Linked DNA regions of Mus musculus: region 1 is linked to region 2. The links are chromatin contacts, called in public promoter capture Hi-C maps. All regions are on one chromosome and are shown on one strand. Each heading gives the region's core, a stretch centred on a gene start, on an enhancer-like site or on the middle of the called end of the contact. The rest is flanking DNA. Distances are from core to core; before and after follow the strand shown.

Region 1 (3,881 bases), core at 1,145-3,644, 290 kb before region 2:
CAAGGAAGGTGGAGAGAGATCTGAATCGAATCGGGTTGGGGTAGGGAGCATGAATATGATCCAAATTGATAATATGAAATTCTTGAAGAATTAGTTAAAATATTACTTTAAGGATTAATGAATAAACTCCTTTTGAGATGAAAACTAAAAAAAAAAAAAAAAAAAAAAAAAAAAAAAAAAAAAAAAAAAAAAAAAATCCTAGGGCAGGGAGACCTCATCTCACTAATCTCACTAAATAACAATAAAAGAAAGCCAGCAAAAGAGGGACTGTGGTCCTGTCCACAAGCACACACTCCAACCCCCTCCGTCCCTCTGGGTCAGAAAGACCCTTGGTTGGATCCTTCAGCTGATTTTATCACAACTCCCACTGAATAAAGAAAGCCCCACTAAGTTGCCGTGGGCATCTCCTCAGCCTTGCTGTCTTCAGTGTAAACATTCCTTTGGGTCTTTCCTTCTATTCTTTCTTTTTCATGTTTCACAGAGTTTCCTCCATGGGATAATTTTGTGATGTCCCTTATCCTGCTACCTCTTTTCTCTGGAGTCGCCCCTGCCCCATGCATCTCAACCCTGCTTAGGGCTGTTCTAGACATGCGGGCCTGACCCCTCCCAGTCCTTCCTCTGTTGTGTTTCTCTTCTTTGATGAGCTGGGACGAGAGAGACCTTCTCTATGTAACACACAATACAACATCTTCCCCTTCACTTCCAAGTTCAGGCATCTGCAATTATGTTACATTGCATAGCAAGTGGGAATAAGGATTCATCATCAGCTAGCCTGACAGAGTTTTTCCTTAAAGTAAGGTTAACTCAGAGAGAGATGCAGAAGGTGGGGAGGGAGGAGCTAGACTGATAAGATGTAATAAGAACTTGACCCACAATTTCTGTTTTGGGAGATGGAAGAACAGGCTGGAAGCCAAGGAACATGGGTGGCCTCTAGTAGTTGGAAAGGGAAAGGAAATGGAGTCTCTTCATGAGCTTCCAGAAGGGAACACAGTTCTGCCAACACCTTGATTTTTTTTTTTTAACTCAGTGAGACCAGTTTCTGACTCCCAGCCTTCAAACCTGCAAGGTAATGAATCGGGATTGATGTAAGCCATTAAAGCGGCTGTGATCTGTTCCCACAGGAACAGCCCAGTTCAGCACTGCTTGTGGAATGCACAACCACTGCCAGGCTACCACAGGAGGCAGCCTGTTGTAGGCTCGTACTGCCCAACCCTATTCACAAGAGGAAGTTGAGTAGCAGGGCTCCACCTCCTCTCTGATTTAGTGAGGAGGAGCATTACCTATCTCAGAAAACGAATTCCAAGATTCAAGTGCATTGGTGCAACCCAGAGAATGGGAAAAAGGAAGGTCTGGGCACCCTAGGGTGTCTTCAGCAACAGTTGATAGAGGCAGAAGACCCCGGATCAGGGCAGAGATTAGTCCCTAACAGATATTGTTACATTAGGCCTCCACCTGTCATTGTCATTCTCTTCAAGAATTCACAGCTTTGAGACAAAAGGGGAGATGTAAAGAATTGTATCTGGGAGCTCACGTGCATATAAAGTTGCAAATAGTGGCAAATTGTGTGTTGTATGTATGCAGTTCAATGTTTTTTTTCCAACTATCTAAATCTTTGTCTTAGAACATGTGTTGTACTTAATGATGCACGTGGGACCCTGTCACCCCAGGCACCCCAGAGACGCGCATCCTCAGCGCCTCTTTGGGTCCCTTTCCCACTATGAAAGGGACGTGAAAAACCTCTGCACTTTTCCGATCTGGCTTGCCCAGGCCACCGAATCCTACCCTGTTGAGTGCTCAATAGTACGCTCAACTTTTGCACCAATCGCACTCTGGGCTCAGTCCCCAGACACAAACTTTTTGTGAATCCAAAGAGAACATCCAACCACAGGGAAAGACTTTCTGCCACTTCTTCAGCCGCTCAGTAGCTGCTCCAGGCATCGGTCTCCTGAAGCACCACCGCTCGGATACAGAGGGGAAGCGGGTGCTCCCGGGAGTTGCAAGCCAACCCAGCTTCTTGGCCCAGGCTCCAGCGCGTTCTGGAGATGTACCTTCCAGAGCCCTGCAGTAAGCTGGGGACACCAGGGACATGCACACCTAGGACAAGCAGATACACTCCTACCGTCGCCAGGCGCCACCTGCACGCCGGGCGCCGCCTGCAGCCTTCGGGCATCCGATTTAGGGGTGCCAGTGCAGAGACTCCCGCCTGGGCAAGCAGCCTTGGCGCACTATTCTGCAAAGAGTTAAGAGCCGGCTGTTAAGACTCCTGGGGCCGCGTCTGGTCCCCAGGCCCCGCTCACCGCTCCTGATTGGCTGATCTCCTGTCAGTAGTAAAGAGGATCAGATAGCAAACTTGGGACCTTCATAAAGGCGTGGTGGCGGTACTCCGCGACCGCTGGCAGCCTATGACATCAGCCAGGAACGCCTAGGATGCGGCTGTTCCCGGCCACCCTCAGAGGAGGAGGGTCCTGCCTGCTGGGAGTTAATTAGCCTCGCGAGCGGCGAGGGGGGAGGCGCCAGTTTTCTGGGGACACTGGCGGCCACTGTGCGTCCTCCTACCCAAGGGAGCTCCCCAAGAGTTGGATGAATTCTGGGTTGTTAGCTGCTGTCCTCTGGGCTCCCGGGAGCCAGTTTCTGGTGGAAAGCGGGGCGCCTGGCCAACGACCAGCGGCTTGCTGAGACTCACCATGACACTCCTGGGGTCTGAACACTCTTTGCTGATTAGAAGGAAGTTCCGATCAGGTAGAGTAAGGCGTTCAGCACTCCTTAAACTTTTCATCTCTACCACTCAACTGCTTTACAATGAATGCTTCGGGCCTGAGGTGGCGGCCTTCCCTCTGTTTCCCCAAAATGAACACTGTGTTTGACTGAATGCCTTCAAATGTCTTCCCTTTGACCTGTGTTAAGTTTGAGTTTTGTTTACGAATAATCCAATGTTTTACTTTATTTTACTATATTTTCCTTTATCGGTAAATAGACATTTTTAAGGGGACGACCCAAAAGGAACTGTGTTGAAATGGGCAACTCCAGGATCTGAAGTTATAGAGTGGGCGCGTTATCAGTTACAACCGCTGAGACAATGTGCCTAGGACTGTGAGACGTCTAGGGGTCACTTAACATGTAGCTAATCCAAACAAATGTATTTCCCAAAAAAGTCACTTGGAGGAAGTAAAAATAGCGAATTTGGAGCACACCAAGAATTTTTAAATGACATCACCATGGGGGAAAAAAACCAGCGCCACAAATATTTTTTCCCAAACCATCTGATATTTATAAATGGACAATTTTCCCTAAAATTGTTGTGTTAGTGGCACACAGAGAAACTTCTGGAGGGACACTCAGGAGAGGTGAGTATAAGGAAAGGGTACGTGGGGGCCTACAGAAGACGCAGGATTGTGTTCCCTCGTTCGCATCCTGGAAGGGCTACCTAGCTTTGCCCATTCTTGCTTTTATAACAGTGGTAACAGGGCCATTCAATGATGGCAGGGCACCTTCTAAGAACGAACATTTTGGTGGATAGCTCTGGTGTGAGCCTTCCATGTAACAGGTGCTGGCTGATGCTGGTGCCACTCACTCTGTCAATTCCCTTGGTCCTTCTGAAGGAGCTACTCAACTGTTTGTCTTGAAATGAGTGGCTCAGAAATTGTGCACAGTGGGTGATGGGCCATAAGGAGCCTCTGTAACCACCTCAGTTGTTCCTGATCCTTAGGTGTGGATGGGACACTCTGGGGATTTCTTGAAGGATTGTTTAGTGAGGCAAGTTGAAAACTTAAGAGCTGAAGTGGCCAGGAGCCACAGTGCCTCTGGAGGCCTGGGGTGTGTCTCCTAACCACTAGCCACCGGGGTCAGCCATGCACGTTTGTCCTTTCCATGTTGAGGTGAGG
Region 2 (3,838 bases), core at 92-2,591:
AGCATTGATCTAACCATGCATCAGAGCAGGGTCTGCTATGCAAGGGGGAGGAGGGCACAGTCCACTACCTCATTCTCTCCTCTGCCCATACTACTATGCTTTCAAAATCTGGCAGCCACACAGTCTGGATGACAGTATGTGTCTGAATCCAGCTGCAGAGTCTGATCAGCACCCACCACAGCACTCTGTTGTTAAATCTGTGGTCCAGGTGGAGGTTGTAACCATATCAAGGCCTACTTTTCCGAGTCTAGGTTTTCACACCCCCTACTCAAGCTGACTAAGCTAGTGTACCAGGAATTCTATCTCCCCTGGGCTAGGAAGATGAACAAATGAGCTGCAAGCCATGTTAAGCCCCCAGAAACTTCCCACCGGCCCCTGACCTCCAAACACATACTCACCACACAACCCCCCAACATTTGACCAATGCATCCGAGTCAGAAAGATGTTGTCCAAGCGAGCGACTTTCAGTCTAAGAAAAAAACATACATTTCAGCCAGATGAAACAAAGACGACCAGAGACCGTGTCTGCTGAGAAGTCTCATCTGCCTCTCACCTCAGCTTTCAAGCCCATAATCATCTCCACCCCAGAAGCCAGGAGTTGACTCACTTGTGTTCCTGCATAAGTCGTTGGACGCCTTCTCCGCAGTTAAAAAGGTACCTACAGGAGGAACATTACTGTACTTACAAGTATACTCTGTAAAATGCTTTACTGTAGATACAGCGACATAAATGACAGGGTTCTCATACTGCCTAGTAGGTTTTGAGCCCTCTTTGGTTAGTGACGGAAGAGTGTAGTTTGGTATAGATCAATGGGGAGTGATGTCTTTCCCCATCGACTTATGAAACCGGTCTAGCCCACACACTCACGGTGAGGCCCCCGCTTTGGGATGGTGATGGTGAGAGTCGGGGCACGGGAAGTTTTGCCCGGATACCTGAAAGCCATGCTGACTAAGGGAGGTAAGGGATATATACAGGATTGGACAGGAGGCCTCCCGAGCACGTGGCGCTGGGGCCAATCCCCCAGGGCTGTCGGCCCACTCTGACCTGTTGTATTCCGAGAAGACATAGAGAGCAGCCCCCGCGTCCCGGCCGCCCGCCGCCACCACCTGCAGGTACACGGTGTTCGGGCCCCCGGGACCCGGGCCGCGCTTCTCCCGCGTACGCAGGTGTCGCAGTGGGTCTTTGGATGGCCGCGGCCGACGAGCCGAACCCTGCGACATGGTGCGCAGGCCAAGGGGACGCAACAGTGAGCGGAGCGCCCACATGCACCCGACCACACCAGGCTGACAAGGCAGCCAGACCCCTCACGCCGCCACAAGCACCGCCCCTCCACCGCATGGCGGAACTGACCAATCAGCGCGCCGCCGCGCTAGCTGCCCGCCCATCCAAAGCTCCGCATCCAATCGTAACGAGCCTTGGAGCTCGGAGTCTGTCAATCAAGGTGGACGTAGAGTAAGCGAAAGCTAGAGCGTCGCCGGAGGCCCCGCCCCCCTCACCGGTTCCGGCTTTCCCTGTTGACGTTTTCCGGTTACTGTCACTTGGCGGAAGCGGGACTTCTGAGAGTGCAAGTACTCGAAAGGCATTACTGGGAAAGGACTGAGTCTTTTTCAGGTTCATCGTCTTCTGTCAGGAGCTCTGCCCTTCGACAAAAGTATTCCAAGTTTGCATTGTTCTTGCTTATGATGATGGTGACGATCTCATGGGAGATAGATCTGGCTAATTTGATTTCCACCATAAGAACACATTTCAGATGATATTCTTTGTTTTGGCGTGAGAATAGAGATGAAAAGACTAAGTAAACTTCGTAGTGTTGCGTCTTATTGCTGTTATGAGCCGGTCCTCTCTGCCTTGCATTCCTTACTTCAAGACGGAAATAGTTTAACAGTGCTTATCTTTGGGAGATATTTAGAATTAACATGGCTGTGGGGACCTCGAAAGTCGACTTAGGACACCCCAAGACCAAGTTCTCAGAACAAAGGAGATTTATTTTCCCCAGAGAGACAAAAGGCAGTGAATAAGAGACAAAGAAAGAAGATAGAGACTAGGACGAAGAGAAAAGGGTCAAGAGAGAGGAGAGAGGAGTATTTGCACCCGAAACACGAAGGGCTGCCTCTGGATAGGGAGGAGACCGACCCATAGGCAAATAACAGTTCATAAAGGTTAAAAAAAAAATCCGATGTTAGGATAAGTTGGTTTGTTTTGATTGTGTATATTAATTACATAAGCCAAAGGGGGCTTTTCAAGGGGCTGGACTTCAGTGCTTTGTTAGCTGGACCTTAGTGGTCAGCCTCAAGAGGAGAAAATGGTCAAATAAGGGAATAGACCTTGGTGTCTAGCTTTATGGATGTAATCTAATGATTTTTAGCAAGATGGAGGGTATGGCGGTGAAGCCAAGGCCTGCCAGAGTCGTATTTGGCATGCTTGGTTGGCTAAAGGCCCTTTGATGGTCGGTGCTTTGAGTGGCACTAAAGAGATACGCAGAATAAATAATAGAAATTTATGGAGAAGAAAATGTTGCCACCTGCAGGAAATGTATTTAAACAAGTATTCAGGGAGACTGTCAGATGTCTGAGGCTGGACTGTCAGGTGGCTCTGAGGCTGGAGCTGGACAATCAAGATAGTGAGTTGGAGGTGAACCTGGGGCTACATGAGACCCTTTCCCAACTTGGGTGGATGGGCAGGAAGACACACACACTTTTTTTTTTTTTTAATGCTGAGACCAAATGGATCGATCATAGTTCAAGATCACTATTTTTGAGAGGTCGGAGTTTCTGTTGCCAGCACCTACATGGTGACTCACAAGTTATCTTCTGAGACTCCATTCCCACAGAAACTCACATCTTCTGACCTTAGCAGGTATCAGTTAGGCACCTGAAGTACAAACATACATTCACAAAAAACATCCATATACATTTCAAAACAGTAACATCCAGGAATGATGGCTCCCCTGAGGTCAAGCCCAGCCTGGGGTCCTTAGTGGATCTAGGCTAGCAGAGAAAGAGGGAGGGCAGACTGAGAGGATGACTATGTGCGAGTCACTGTAACATTCCGTGTCCCAGTGTGGGTCATTTGAGAAAAAGGCCTACTACCATTTCAGAGGCTCTTGAGGGTTTCTCCACAACAGAGCTCTCCGTTGAATCCTCTAGAAATTCAGAAAGCACACTTGAGGAATGTGGCGTGGTGTTTACTGGAGAGCCTCACTGAATATGAAACTGGCTCTGTGACAATTACCATCCTACTTGAAGTAATCATACCAGTGAGCGGCAGGGAAACCCCAGATAACTGAACATCTTTTAAGGAAAGGAAAGGTTGTAACATACTATTACCCAGCCAAGAACAAGAAGAATTACACTTGCTTGGGGCTAGTTAGGATTAAGATTAGGGAAATCACATTTATGAAATCTTGAATATCTTGAGCTTTATAAGATAGTGGCTGCCATTTTAGTTTAAGCCCCTAAAGCTTTTACCACACACACACACACACACACACACACACACACACACACATTTTATCAAGAGAGTGTCTCTCTGTGTAACTTTGGCTGTCCTGGAACTCACTCTATAGACCAGACTGGCCTCAAACTCAGAGATCCATCTGCTTTTGTCTCCCAGGTGCTGGTATTAAAGCCATGTACCACCACCACCTGTCTTAAATTATATCCTTTAGTCAACAACTTTGGTTGATGTTGGCAAAAATTAAGCCATTTTTTTAAAAGTGGGGGGATTGGGTGTTGTCTTGGTCTCTTGAGTGTTTCGGGGGAGAGGGTCTGTTGTAGGGGTCAGGAGAGGTTAACAATCTTTGAAAAATCAACTGGATCTGAGAAATGCCATATCTGCA

Evidence for each region. Promoter capture Hi-C pulls out the DNA fragments that hold promoters and counts their contacts.
Region 1: a contact with region 2 is called in a promoter capture Hi-C map of hippocampal neurons, with 1.9 times the contacts expected there. The contact joins the promoter of Myocd here to the promoter of Elac2 in region 2. A contact is called at or near these places in 2 of 39 promoter capture datasets (the 3T3-L1 cell line and hippocampal neurons).

What each region holds. Positions count from the first base shown.
Region 1 is chr11:65,268,502-65,272,382 of GRCm38.p6, reverse strand. It overlaps Myocd (myocardin), which reads left to right and starts at 2,394. Exons shown (of 13, transcript NM_146386.3): 1 at 2,394-2,739. The coding sequence starts at 2,685. Gm30586 (a long non-coding RNA gene) reads right to left here and starts at 2,458. Exons shown (of 3, transcript XR_001780238.2): 1 at 2,120-2,458.
Region 2 is chr11:64,976,538-64,980,375 of GRCm38.p6, reverse strand. It overlaps Elac2 (elaC ribonuclease Z 2), which reads right to left and starts at 1,341. Exons shown (of 24, transcript NM_001362983.1): 1 at 1,045-1,341; 2 at 608-658; 3 at 399-469. The coding sequence starts at 1,265.